Regions from separate parts of the Mus musculus genome. Here region 1 is linked to region 2. Evidence: chromatin contacts called from public promoter capture Hi-C data. All regions are on one chromosome and are shown on one strand. The core of a region is the stretch at or near the end of the contact, and the rest is flanking DNA. Distances in the headings are between cores, read along the strand shown.

Region 1 (6,090 bases), core at 865-3,364, 160 kb before region 2:
TCCACCTGTCTCTGCCTCCCAAGTGCTGAGATTAAAGGCGTGCACCACCATACCCAGCTGGCAGCCAGTTTCATAGAGAGACTCTATCTCCCTGCTCACCCCCTCAAAAAAAAAAAAAAACCAGAAAATAAAAAAAATAGTAAACTTGAGGGGGCTGGAGAGATGGCTTAGAGGTTAAAAGCACTGGCTGTTCTTCCAGAGGTCCTGAGTTCAATTCCCAGCAACCACCTGGTAATTCACAATCATGTGTAATGAGATCTGGTGCCCTCTTCTGGCATGCAGGCATACATGCAGGGAGAACATTGTATACATAATAAATCTAAACAAACAAACAAACAAACTTGAAGTCCTGAAATGTAGACTTAACTACAGCACCCAGCTAAATTCTGACATTAGTACAGTGAGTATGTGTGGAAGAAATGGATGAATTAAACCATGTATCACATAGTGACCCCAAGTCAAAGCTCACAGGGACAAAGTTATGGTCATCATGTATTGTGGTCTGAGTGTGGTCCCTATAGATTTATGGATTTGGGTACATTGTTCCCAACTAGTGGCATTGTTTGGAAAAGTTATGGAGCCTTTGGGAGGCAGAACCTTGCTGAAGGGACTATGTCCTTGGGGGCAGGCTTTGCCGTTTTATAGCCTGGTTCCAATTCCTGTTCCCTCTCAGCTTCCTGCTCCTGATACCACACCTGCTTCATTATGTTGCACTGAATTCCTCCTGGAACTGTGAGCCCAAATGACCCTTTATCCTTAAAGTTCCTTTTTCAGAGTATTTTGGGTTTTGATTTTTTTTGTTTTTGTTTATTTATGTGCCTTGGTATTTTGCCTGAATTTATATCTGTGTGAGGGTGTCAGGTCCTCTGGAACTGAAGTCACAGACAGTTGTGAGCTACTATGAGGGTGCTGGGAATTGAACCTGGATCCTCTAGAAGAGCAGCCAGTGCTCTTAACCACCGAGTCATCTCTCCAGCCCCCTTTCCAGAGTATTTTTATCACAGCAAAAAAGAAGAAATTAAGATAATGTGTGAATTCAGAGGAGGATCTCTAGTCATAAGAACTATTCTGGAGGGGCTGGCGAGATGGCTCAGTGGTTAAGAGCGCCGGCTGCTCTTCTATAGGTCCCAAGTACAAATCCCAGCAACCACATGGCGGCTCACAACCATCCGTAACGAAATCTGATGCCCTGTTCTGGAGTGTCTGAAGACAGCTACAGTGTACTTACATATAATAAATAAATAAGTCTTAAAAAAAAAAAAACTATTCTGGAAATGGCTATTTGAGGGAATCCAGGAGCTGCAAAGAACTGAAAATGGTAACCGTCCTATTTGGTAGACATTACAACTGTCAATAGACGATAAACCACAGCTAGTGGACCATGGTGCAGACGCTGCTGGTCTCCCAGAATCTTCTCACCGAGGGAGGGCTCAGTTCAGTCACCCTGAATGCTTTTGTACAGGAATGAATGGCCACTTTTACCATGAAAACCAAAGGAAGCTGAGGGGTTGCCTCACAGAAATGTATTTCGCCATAAGCAGATTCAGTGTGAGCACTAGCTCAAGGTGAGGGGCACCCAGGTGCAGAGTATTCCTCCTGTTGGTTAGCTTACTCTAATCCTAGAGACCGGTACACAAGGTTATTTTAGACAAGAAAATCAATTTAGCAGAAATGATTGATACTCAGTGTACTCAAGAGCTAACCTGGCCTCATTTGTCGGAAAAGGAAGAAAGGGAAGAAAGCTTTTTTTTTTACATCTGGCCTGCCTTTTTGCTGTGGAAATTCCTGCCTCCGAAGCTCTGTGGAGGCAGCTTAGTCATTTCTACATCCGCTTTGCAGACCACCATGTGTGTCCACCACATTTTCTCACCAGAGCTGTGGTGGTATGTGGCTGTACTCAGAGGCCTGGGAGATGGTGCCTGGGCCAGAGTCAGAGAGCCATCACCACAGAGCAGCAGAATGGTACCAGACAGAAGGACGTGGGGCAGAGCTCTGCCTCTCTCAGTGAGCCTGCCCTGAATCTAGGACTTTTATCCCTCAAAGTATGGGGATACAGTCCAATAGGGTTTAGTCTGAACTCATCTGTGTGACTCGCCCCTGTGTCAGCTGTATGAGCTGGTGCTGGATCAAGGCTAGAGATAATGAAACACTGCAAAGCCACGGGAAACCCAGAGGGCTGGATGACCTCTAGCTGGTTAGCTGCATGATTTCAATAGAAACTGCCACAGAGGCCAGAGAACACCACAGACCATGAGTGGACTCTTCAATTTTCAGTTACAATTGTTTTTATGTGCATTTTTTGCAGGCGCTCTGAAGGCTCATTCTAAAGACACTCCTCCTCGGCCAGCATGCTCTGCCAAGAGGTGCTCGGAAGGCCACGGAGAGTTCGGGGCATGACCACACCACCCCTTCCCATCCCTAGGGTATGGAGGCTTTGTTACCAGGCCGCAGCTGAGTAAATACTTCTCAGGGCTACTCTGTAGAGGGAAAGGGAACTGAGGGAGAAAGAGGGTGGGGGTGGGGTGGGGAGCAAGGCATCTGACAGCTTCTCTCTCCTTGGAACACTTGGTACCACAGTCACAGGAAAGCTGCCAGCATCCTAAGGGCCGTGTAGCTGTCAAGCAAAGCACAGAAGAACAGTCTGTGTTCCTAAATGTTATCTTCTTTGGCAGCATTCATTTTATATTATAAATAGAGGGAAATAATAATAATTAATTTACTGAAAGGGAGATGACCCCACAAAAGGAATGAGACGCAATGGCTTCCAATAACACTTGTGGGGTATAATGCTTGAGCCATTATAAACTCTGGCCTCTGCCACATCACCATTCCCCAGAGCTCTATTTAGTGTGTTCAAAGAGGAGCAAGAAGCCAAAGTCTTTATTTTTATATTTTATTATGACCAAGCCCAACACCAAGTGAGAAATATATCTTGCCTATTTCTGTTTGGCCAGTGGGGTTCTAAACTATTAAATAATCAGTCAAGACAATGATCTTGTGGCAATGTTTAAGATGAACAAGAACTGCCCAGGAACTGTGGTATCAGATACAAATGTAAAGAAATGTGGGCATTTTCAATAAAAGATTATATATACACATCCTGGCAGTTTGGTCAGGTCTGTGGACTAATCATGACCATCTCTACCCACCACTGGGAACTTGAAACAGAGGCTTGACCTGCCACCTACGACCCCTACACTGAGTCGCGCTCTTGGGTACAGCTCTGTCTCCTGCCCTCAGATAGGACTATTGAGGTTGGGTGGACTAAGGAAGGGTATTGGGTTTGTTTGTTTCGTTGTTTGTTTGCCTGTCTGTTTGTTTGTTTGTTTTTTTCAAGACAGGGTTTCTCTGTGTAGCCCTGGCTGTCCTGAAACTCACTCTGTAGACCAGGCTAGCCTCAAAGTCACCGAGACTGCCTGCCTCTGCCTCCTGAGTGTGGGGAGTAAAGGATGTGCCACACCACTGCCTGGCCATCTTGCTTTACTTCTAAAGAGGACCGTGTTTTCCCATTCAAATAGATACCACAAAACCAAGATGCAAGAGTCAAGCCAAGCATGTGCTTCTGAGTGCTAAAACCCACGCCTGCTCTCAAGTACACAGAAACGGTTCAGCAGGTCAAGAGCTAACATGGAGAAGGAACTTGAGCCTTTCCTCACAGTGTCTGAAGGTGAGAGGATAGATAGCCCTCCTGTCCGTGATGGCTGATATCTAAAACGACTCACTCAGCCTTTGGAAAGGAGGAGGTGTAAGACGTTTTATGGGGTTTTACCGTCAGAATGAAGCGATCCAGCTTGTTTTCAAAAAGAAAAAGTCTGTTCTGTTTCAGAGACACATCATGATGCAGAGGCAATGCCTTGGTCTGAGTTCTGTGAAGAACATTCCTCTGGGTACAACTTCCTCTGACTAGGCCTCAGTTTTCCACCCATAAGATAGAGATGTCAAATATGAAAGTAAAAAAAATATATATTTAAAGGATACACTTAAAAATAGAAATCTTGCCGGCCGTGGTGGCACACGCCTTTAATCCCAGCACCCAGGAGGCAGAGGCAGGCAGATTTCTGAGTTCGAGGCCAGCCTGGTCTACAGAGTGAGTTCCAGGACAGTCAGGGATACACAGAGAAACCCTGTCTCGAAAAACAAACAAACAAACAAACAAAAAAATCTTACATGGAACTTTAATATATATCATTCTGGTGGTTTGAGTAAGAATGGCCCAGTAGGCTTATATATTTGGTCATTAGGGAGTGGTGCTATTTGACAGGACTAGACCTTGTTGGAGGAAGTGTGCCACTGGGGTAGGCTTTGGGGTTTCAAATGCCCAAGTCAAGTCTAGTGTCTCTCTCTTCCTGCTGCCTGTGGATCCAGATGTAGCCCACTCAGCCACCTCTCCAGCACCATGTCTCCCTGCACGCCCCATGCTTCTTGCCACAATGAACTAAACCTCTGAATATAAGTAAGCTCCCGAGTAAATATTTTCCTTTATAAGAGTTGCTATGGTCATTGTGTCTCTTCACAGCAACAGAACACTGACCAAGGCAATCATAGATGAAATAAAACCTTTCTGACTCAACTTTCTCTACAATGGCCCTCACTCAGACTAAAGGTAATGGAAAATGGGAAAGCTCAGCTTGGGAAATGGAGAGATGGCTCAGTGGTTAAGAGCACTCACTCAGCTTACAGAGGACCTGGATTCAGCCCCCAACACCCATATGGTGACTTACAATCTGTTGTAACTCCAGTTCTAGGGGAATTCAATACCCTCTTCTGGCCTTTATGCACATTTGTACACACATGGTACACATGAACTCATGCAAGCGTGCGTGCGTGTGCGCACACACAAATAAAATAACATAGATAAAATTCAAAACTCAGCATGGTGGTATAATATAACCCCAGCACTGGCAGGCTGAGGCTGAAGACTCACAAGTTCAAGGCCAGCCTGGACTATACGATGAGATCCTGTTTCAAAGAAACTAAACTACCACACAAAAATCTCCAGGGTTTTTACTAAAGGCAGGATAAACACCACTGTCTCTAACTTCTGAGTGGGTCTGACTGAATGTGATGGCTCCTGAGTCAACCAGCTTAGGTCCAAACTGTGGCTGTTCACTAACTAGCTAAGTGACCCTGAGCAAGCCAATTTAGAAATGAGTATGAATAACAACTCTGACTGAACCATTTTAAATTTTTATTTATTTATTTATTTTTATTTTTTGTTGGTTTTTTTTTTTTTTTTTTTTGGTTTTTCGAGACAGGGTTTCTCTGTGTAGTCCTGGGTGTCCTGGAACTCACTTTGTAGACCAGGCTGGCCTCGAACTCAGAAATCTGCCTGCCTCTGCCTCCCAAGTGCTGGGATCAAAGGCGTGCGCCACCACTGCCTGGCTACCACTGAACCCTTATTGCTTTCTCTTTAGTCATCTTTTAATCCTCTCAACAACTCTCTATGTCCAGTGCTAGAATTGCCATTATTCATGCTACAGATGTCATTAATAATGCAGCCATGGGCTGGAGAAATGGCTCAGTGGTTAAGGGCAATCAATCATTGCTCTTGCAGAGGACCCAAGTTCAACTCCAAGCACACAAATGTAAGTGAAGTTCCAGGTGATCTGATGTCCTCTTTTGGCCTGTCTGTGTGCTACACTTATGCACAAACTCACACTTACATATACACATAACTTAAAAAATTTAAAACATGAAAATAAAATTTTATAAAAGGTCTGGAGAGATGGCTCAGCTGTGGTTAAGAGCACTGACTGCTCTTCCAGAGGTCCTGAGTTCAATTCCTAGCAACCACATGGTGGCTCACAACCATCTGTAATGGGATCTGATGTCCTCTTCTGGTGTGTCTGAGGAACGCACCAGTAAAGTGACAGTGTACTCACATACAAAAATAAATAAATAAATAAATCTTAAAAAAAAAAAACAAACTCAAACCTGCTCTGGTTATACTTCCTTTCTTTGAAGCACACAGGTGGTGTGGTGGGTTTCCATATGCTTGGCCCAGGAAGTGGCATTATTAGAAGATTTGGCCTTGTTGGAGTAAGTGTGGCTTTGTTAGATGAAGTATGTCACTGTGGCAGTGGACTTTGA
Region 2 (5,356 bases), core at 2,692-5,191:
CATCCTTTAATAAAAGGATAGGAGGGAATTGTGTCCCTCCTAGGATCTCTTGAGGCAGGTCTCATACAGTTCTGGCTGGCCTCAAGCTTAATATGTGGCTGAAGATGACCTTGAACTTTCCATCTTCCTGCCCCTACCTCCCAAGTGCCAGAGTGACATGTGTTTGCCTCCACACCTAGTTTTATGAGGTGCTGGTGATCAAACCCAGGGCCTGATACGTGTTAGGCAATGTTCTACCAACTGAGTTACAACCATAGTCCCTCTATTCTCTCCTGCCCAAGTTTTTCTTACTGCTTCCTCGGGTGTCTTAGACTTGGGGGGTTCTTGCTGCCCCCCAATTCCCTTCAGCCGATCCCTCTTCCCAGCTGCAGTTTCTTGGGTGCTCTATCTACCAGGGGACCAAGGATGGGAATGAGGACAATAGGATTTGGAGCAAGGATCTCTGGCCCAGTGTAGCCTGCCTGCCTGACCTTTCCCTTCTCTTGGACCCAGCGCTGCCTACCTGCTCCCCTCTGGACTTCCACTGTGACAACGGCAAGTGCATCCGACGCTCCTGGGTGTGTGACGGGGACAATGACTGTGAAGATGACTCTGATGAGCAGGACTGTCGTGAGTGTTGGGAAGGGCCAGGCAAATTCCACGGGCTCTGTCGGGTAAGGGTTTTCAGTCAGAAAATGATGCCCCTGGGTCTATTTGAGCTCTCGGGTCTTCAGCTCTTTTCTGTCCTTTACCCCTCATCTCTTGATGAGCTAAGCCCACAAGAGGTGAGCACCTCCCCAGGAGTGCTGGGGTCAGCATTGGGACTGTTGACTGCCCTAGAAGGCTTTATTGAGGGGCTTGGAGGCAATGTGCTCTTCGGAGCAGCACTGTGCCTGACTCATCTGTGACCACAGCCCCCCGGGAGTGTGAGGAGGACGAATTCCCCTGCCAGAACGGCTACTGCATTCGGAGTCTGTGGCACTGTGATGGGGACAACGACTGTGGTGACAACAGTGACGAGCAATGCGGTGAGTGGGAGCAGAAAGAGGTCAAGAAGGGGGTCTAGGGTAGGAGCGCCTGTGGGAGGAGACAGGAGCAAAGGGCTGTGCTACCTGACCTGAAACTGCTCCAGGGATGTGGTGCAGCTGAGAGAAGGCAGGTGGGCAGAGTAGTCTATCCTGTCAGGAGCGTGGACCTCCCCCTACCCTGGAAAGTAAGGAGGATGGTGAGATCCTATGGGACTCCTGTCTCATTGCACCCCTAGACATGCGCAAGTGCTCAGACAAGGAATTCCGCTGCAGCGACGGCAGCTGCATTGCTGAGCATTGGTACTGCGATGGTGACACAGACTGCAAAGATGGCTCTGATGAGGAAAGCTGCCGTGAGTGTCCCTACCCCTGAGGCGCTGGGCTGGCACGGTGACCAAGGGCTCCGGTTCCTAGCTAAGGATTGACTGAGAGGGTCCTGTGCAGGCAAGGGAGTGGGCGTTCCAAAGGAGCATGTCGGGGACGTAACTCATACAGATGCTTGCTTAGCAGCCTTGGTTTCTATCCACTTCTGGTCCACTAGCGTGTAGAAGTCTGTAGTGCCATCACAAAGGAAAGCCGGTTTGTAGCATTCTGGAGGAAGACACCTTGCCCCTGTCAAGAATCAGGCCCCTGTCCCTAGTCACTAAGGTCTGAGGAGGGCTGCTTTCCCTTCCAGCTTCAGCAGTACCCTCTCCTCCTTGCAACCTGGAAGAGTTCCAGTGCGCCTATGGCCGCTGCATCCTCGACATCTACCACTGTGACGGAGATGACGACTGTGGAGACTGGTCAGACGAGTCTGACTGCTGTGAGTGCTCTGGCTAGCTGGGAGGAGGGGCAGCCAGACAGGAGGAGCTTCCTCCAGTGTCAGGGCACAGGTGCCAGCTGGGGCGGAAACAGTGTCTGAAATCCACGGTCCCTCTGGGGAGGAGCTGGAGTGTTGGGAGGGGCGGGAGATGGGACTTGGGACTTTCTGCTCTTCCACGAGGTGCTGTGTGCACGGTCTGGCTAGAGACAGAAGACCTTTGTTTCCCCAGCCTCCCACCAGCCCTGCCGCTCTGGGGAATTCATGTGTGACAGTGGCCTGTGCATCAACTCGGGCTGGCGCTGTGATGGTGATGCAGACTGTGATGACCAGTCTGATGAACGCAACTGCAGTGAGTTGGGGGTAGCATCAAAGGCTTGGGGGGCCAAGGAGAAGGGTTTGGGTGCAGATAGAGCATGAAGACATAGTGAACAGCTATACAGTTGTGTGGTTGTATGCTGCACAGAGGCACTATATCTAAAGGATACCTGTCGCCTAGTAGTCCACAGACTTGTAGACACACCATGGCAGTTAAAATAGTAGGCGGAAGTAAGGGACTCTGAGGAAAGGTCACCTGGTTCATAAAGAGATACCTTCTGCAACACCACCATCAAGAAGAGTAGCCTGTGTACTTTGGGAGGCAGAGAGTTTCAGGCTGGGGTGGGAGGACCAGCCTTTCTTCCATTAATTAGGTCTTTGCTCTGTCCAGCCACCTCCATGTGCACAGCCGAACAGTTTCGCTGTCGGTCAGGCCGTTGCGTCCGTCTGTCCTGGCGCTGTGATGGGGAGGATGACTGTGCGGACAACAGCGATGAAGAAAACTGTGAGAACACAGGTGGAGTCCCCAGCGGTATCCCCGCCCTGCCCTAATGTTGGGAGTGGGAGGCAGAGAAGCAAAGGGAACATTGCCATTGCTTTCAATGGCCTGGACTTGCCCTGCCCTTCCCAGTGAGTAGGGTCAGATCCAGCTGTTGGAGCAGGGGAGATAGCACTTGCTATGCAAGCACAAGGACCCAAGTTCAAATCCCTAGCACCCAAGTTAAAAAGCTAGGTATGGCTGTGAGTGCCTGTAACACCACCGCTGGGGGGGGAAGAGAAAGTCAGACCCCTGAAGCTCATTAACCAACCAGCCTCACCAAATGGCCAGCTCCTGATTCAATGAGAAACCTTGTCTCAAGGCAATAAGACAGAGAATGAACGATAAAGTTATCAGATATTGTCCTTGGCCTCTGCACACACAGGTATGGGCACACATACCCATATTCATAGTCACATGCGTGTACCACACATCCACACAACATATCACATACGTACACACACATGCACATGCACAATCCAGATGCGCTGAGGAACTGTGTACAGTTCTTGAACACAGAGTCAAGGCTGTGAGTCTTTGCAGCTGCTCAAATTCTCACTTCCAATCTGGCCTTGGGAGGAAGGGCTGTTGTCCAGCCAGTAGCCCAGTGTCTACTTCCACTCTGCAGGAAGGACTGGCAGTCTCTGCGTCTGCTCCCCGCCCACCCCACCAGTCCCTGCTAAACCTGGTTCTGACTACAAGACTACACTCCGACTCTGTTCCCATCACTCATCCATCGTGGAATCCCAGGGAGAAAACAAACTCAGACACTCAACCAGCCTTGTCTGAGCTGTTTCCTGCCTCGGACCCCATCCCTCCCACCTTGACGCTCAGCTGGCTCCACTTTACCCTAGAAAATGACAGGCTCCTGTCCCTTGTGGACTCAAGCCCTGCCCTCCTGTGACCTGACTCTCCCCCTCCTCCCTCTCTTTCTAGGAAGCCCCCAGTGCGCCTCTGACCAGTTCCTGTGTTGGAACGGGCGCTGTATTGGGCAGAGGAAGCTGTGCAACGGGATCAACGACTGCGGTGACAGCAGTGACGAAAGTCCACAGCAGAACTGTCGTGAGTGTCTCTAGCGGGTGGGCCCTGCCCGTGGTTTGTGGCTGAGCCCCACCCCTAGGGTTCAAAGGGAGGCCTCCCTTGGGACTCTCACAGTTTTTGGGAGCTGTTCTTCGTGGTCCAGGTGGAATGCCAAGTTGGCTGGACGGGGGTGGATTCTGGGCTCGGCTCCCAACTCTGGCTTGGCTGTCACAGGGCCCCGGACGGGTGAGGAGAACTGCAATGTTAACAACGGTGGCTGTGCCCAGAAGTGTCAGATGGTGCGAGGGGCAGTGCAGTGTACCTGCCACACAGGCTACCGGCTCACAGAGGATGGGAGAACGTGCCAGGGTGAGCTGGGGCCTGTTGGGGGTGGGGGGAAGGAGGGGAGGGAAGCTGGGTGACATATCAGATGGGTGTGACCTTGACTCATCGTTACACTGACCCTGGGAAGTAGGGATCATTTCTCTCATTTTGCAGATAGGGAAACAGAAGTGCAGAGAGTATAGGTAATTTACCCAAAGCCACACAGATAGTAAGCAGCCGAGTTGGAGTTTGAAATCTGAGACTCCATGACCTCAAAGCCCGAACCACTGGTTACACAGTTTCCCTCCTGGCTGTGGCAGTGGATGGGGATATGGAGCTGTGACCAGGGAGACAATGGGGTGGCTTAGGAGTGTGTGGGAAGATGGTTGTAGGCAGGCTTCCTCACCCTGCCTGGTATCCACAGATGTAAACGAATGTGCTGAGGAGGGGTACTGCAGCCAGGGCTGCACAAACACTGAAGGGGCTTTCCAGTGCTGGTGTGAAGCAGGGTATGAGCTACGGCCCGATCGGCGCAGCTGCAAAGCTCTGGGTAAGGAGGGTTGGCACTTGCCTGGGTGGGCGGAACAGACAAAAGCCAGGTGTTAGAGCTGAGGGATTTGCTAAGATGTAGACTGATTTTTTTGCAAATTGCAATCTGGGCGCCAAGTGAAAGGCGATTGGGTTTGGGGTTAGAAAGGATTCTAGTGTTCTAGTCCAAATTTCAGCAGCTTGGGACATGCTCTAGTGGGCAAAGGGCCCCAGCTATGAGCTGAGGCCCTGAGGGTGCATGCTGATGGGTATCTGTGGCTCTGAGGCCCAGTGGGTCCTATTTCTATGCTGTGTCCAGGGCCAGAACCTGTGCTACTGTTTGCCAATCGTATCGACATCCGGCAGGTGCTCCCGCACCGCTCCGAGTACACGCTGCTACTGAACAACCTGGAGAACGCCATTGCCCTCGACTTTCATCACCGGCGGGAGCTGGTCTTCTGGTCGGATGTCACCCTGGACCGCATCCTCCGTGCCAACCTTAATGGCAGCAATGTAGAGGAGGTGGTGTCTACTGGGCTAGAGAGCCCAGGTAGGAAAACAAGGCCCTGAGTGGAGAGCCTGGAATGCCATGTGCAAAAAAACACAGCGGAAAGGGGGGGCCGGGCCAGTGTTTCCAAAGTGCACAAAGCAGAAGGCCTCTTCCAGTGAAATCTTGGGTGAAACTCTCAGATAGGAACCAACTGAGGAGTTGAAAATGCTGCTCAATTGGTAGAGTGCTTGCTTAGCATGAACACAAAGCTCTAAGCTTGATTCCCCAAGCACTGCATAAACCAGACATGATGATGCCTGCCTGTCATC

The links. Capture Hi-C pulls out chosen DNA fragments and counts their contacts.
Region 1: a promoter capture Hi-C map of adipose tissue shows a contact between it and region 2. The contact joins two enhancer-like sites. A contact is called at or near these places in 6 of 39 promoter capture datasets (the C10 cell line, the SN4741 cell line, embryonic stem cells and 3 more), 4 of 15 datasets of contacts at CTCF or cohesin (the NIH/3T3 cell line, embryonic stem cells and large pre-B cells), 39 of 484 Hi-C or Micro-C datasets (B cells, the C10 cell line, the C2C12 cell line and 26 more), 23 of 115 datasets of contacts at active chromatin or transcription factors (T-cell acute lymphoblastic leukemia, VIP interneurons, bone marrow-derived dendritic cells and 16 more) and 5 of 9 other capture datasets (adipose tissue, embryonic stem cells, liver and 2 more).

The regions. Positions count from the first base shown.
Region 1 is chr2:91,310,672-91,316,761 of GRCm38.p6, forward strand. The region is part of intron 3 of 1110051M20Rik (RIKEN cDNA 1110051M20 gene); the gene reads right to left. Among named protein-coding and RNA genes, the nearest start is that of Arfgap2, 49 kb to the left of the region's middle. Within about 2 kb of position 2,115, at least 83 of the 459 cell types and tissues checked have an H3K27ac peak or open chromatin away from gene starts, as enhancers often do. A contact at or near this core is called in the C2C12 cell line, the SN4741 cell line, adipose tissue and 1 more, where this site is marked.
Region 2 is chr2:91,472,665-91,478,020 of GRCm38.p6, forward strand. It overlaps Lrp4 (low density lipoprotein receptor-related protein 4), which reads left to right. Exons shown (of 38, transcript NM_172668.3): 3 at 493-609; 4 at 894-1,007; 5 at 1,244-1,360; 6 at 1,684-1,812; 7 at 2,042-2,161; 8 at 2,519-2,644; 9 at 3,602-3,727; 10 at 3,920-4,054; 11 at 4,434-4,559; 12 at 4,857-5,087. Among named protein-coding and RNA genes, the nearest start is that of Lrp4, 18 kb to the left of the region's middle. Within about 2 kb of position 3,942, at least 98 of the 459 cell types and tissues checked have an H3K27ac peak or open chromatin away from gene starts, as enhancers often do. A contact at or near this core is called in the C2C12 cell line, the SN4741 cell line, adipose tissue and 1 more, where this site is marked.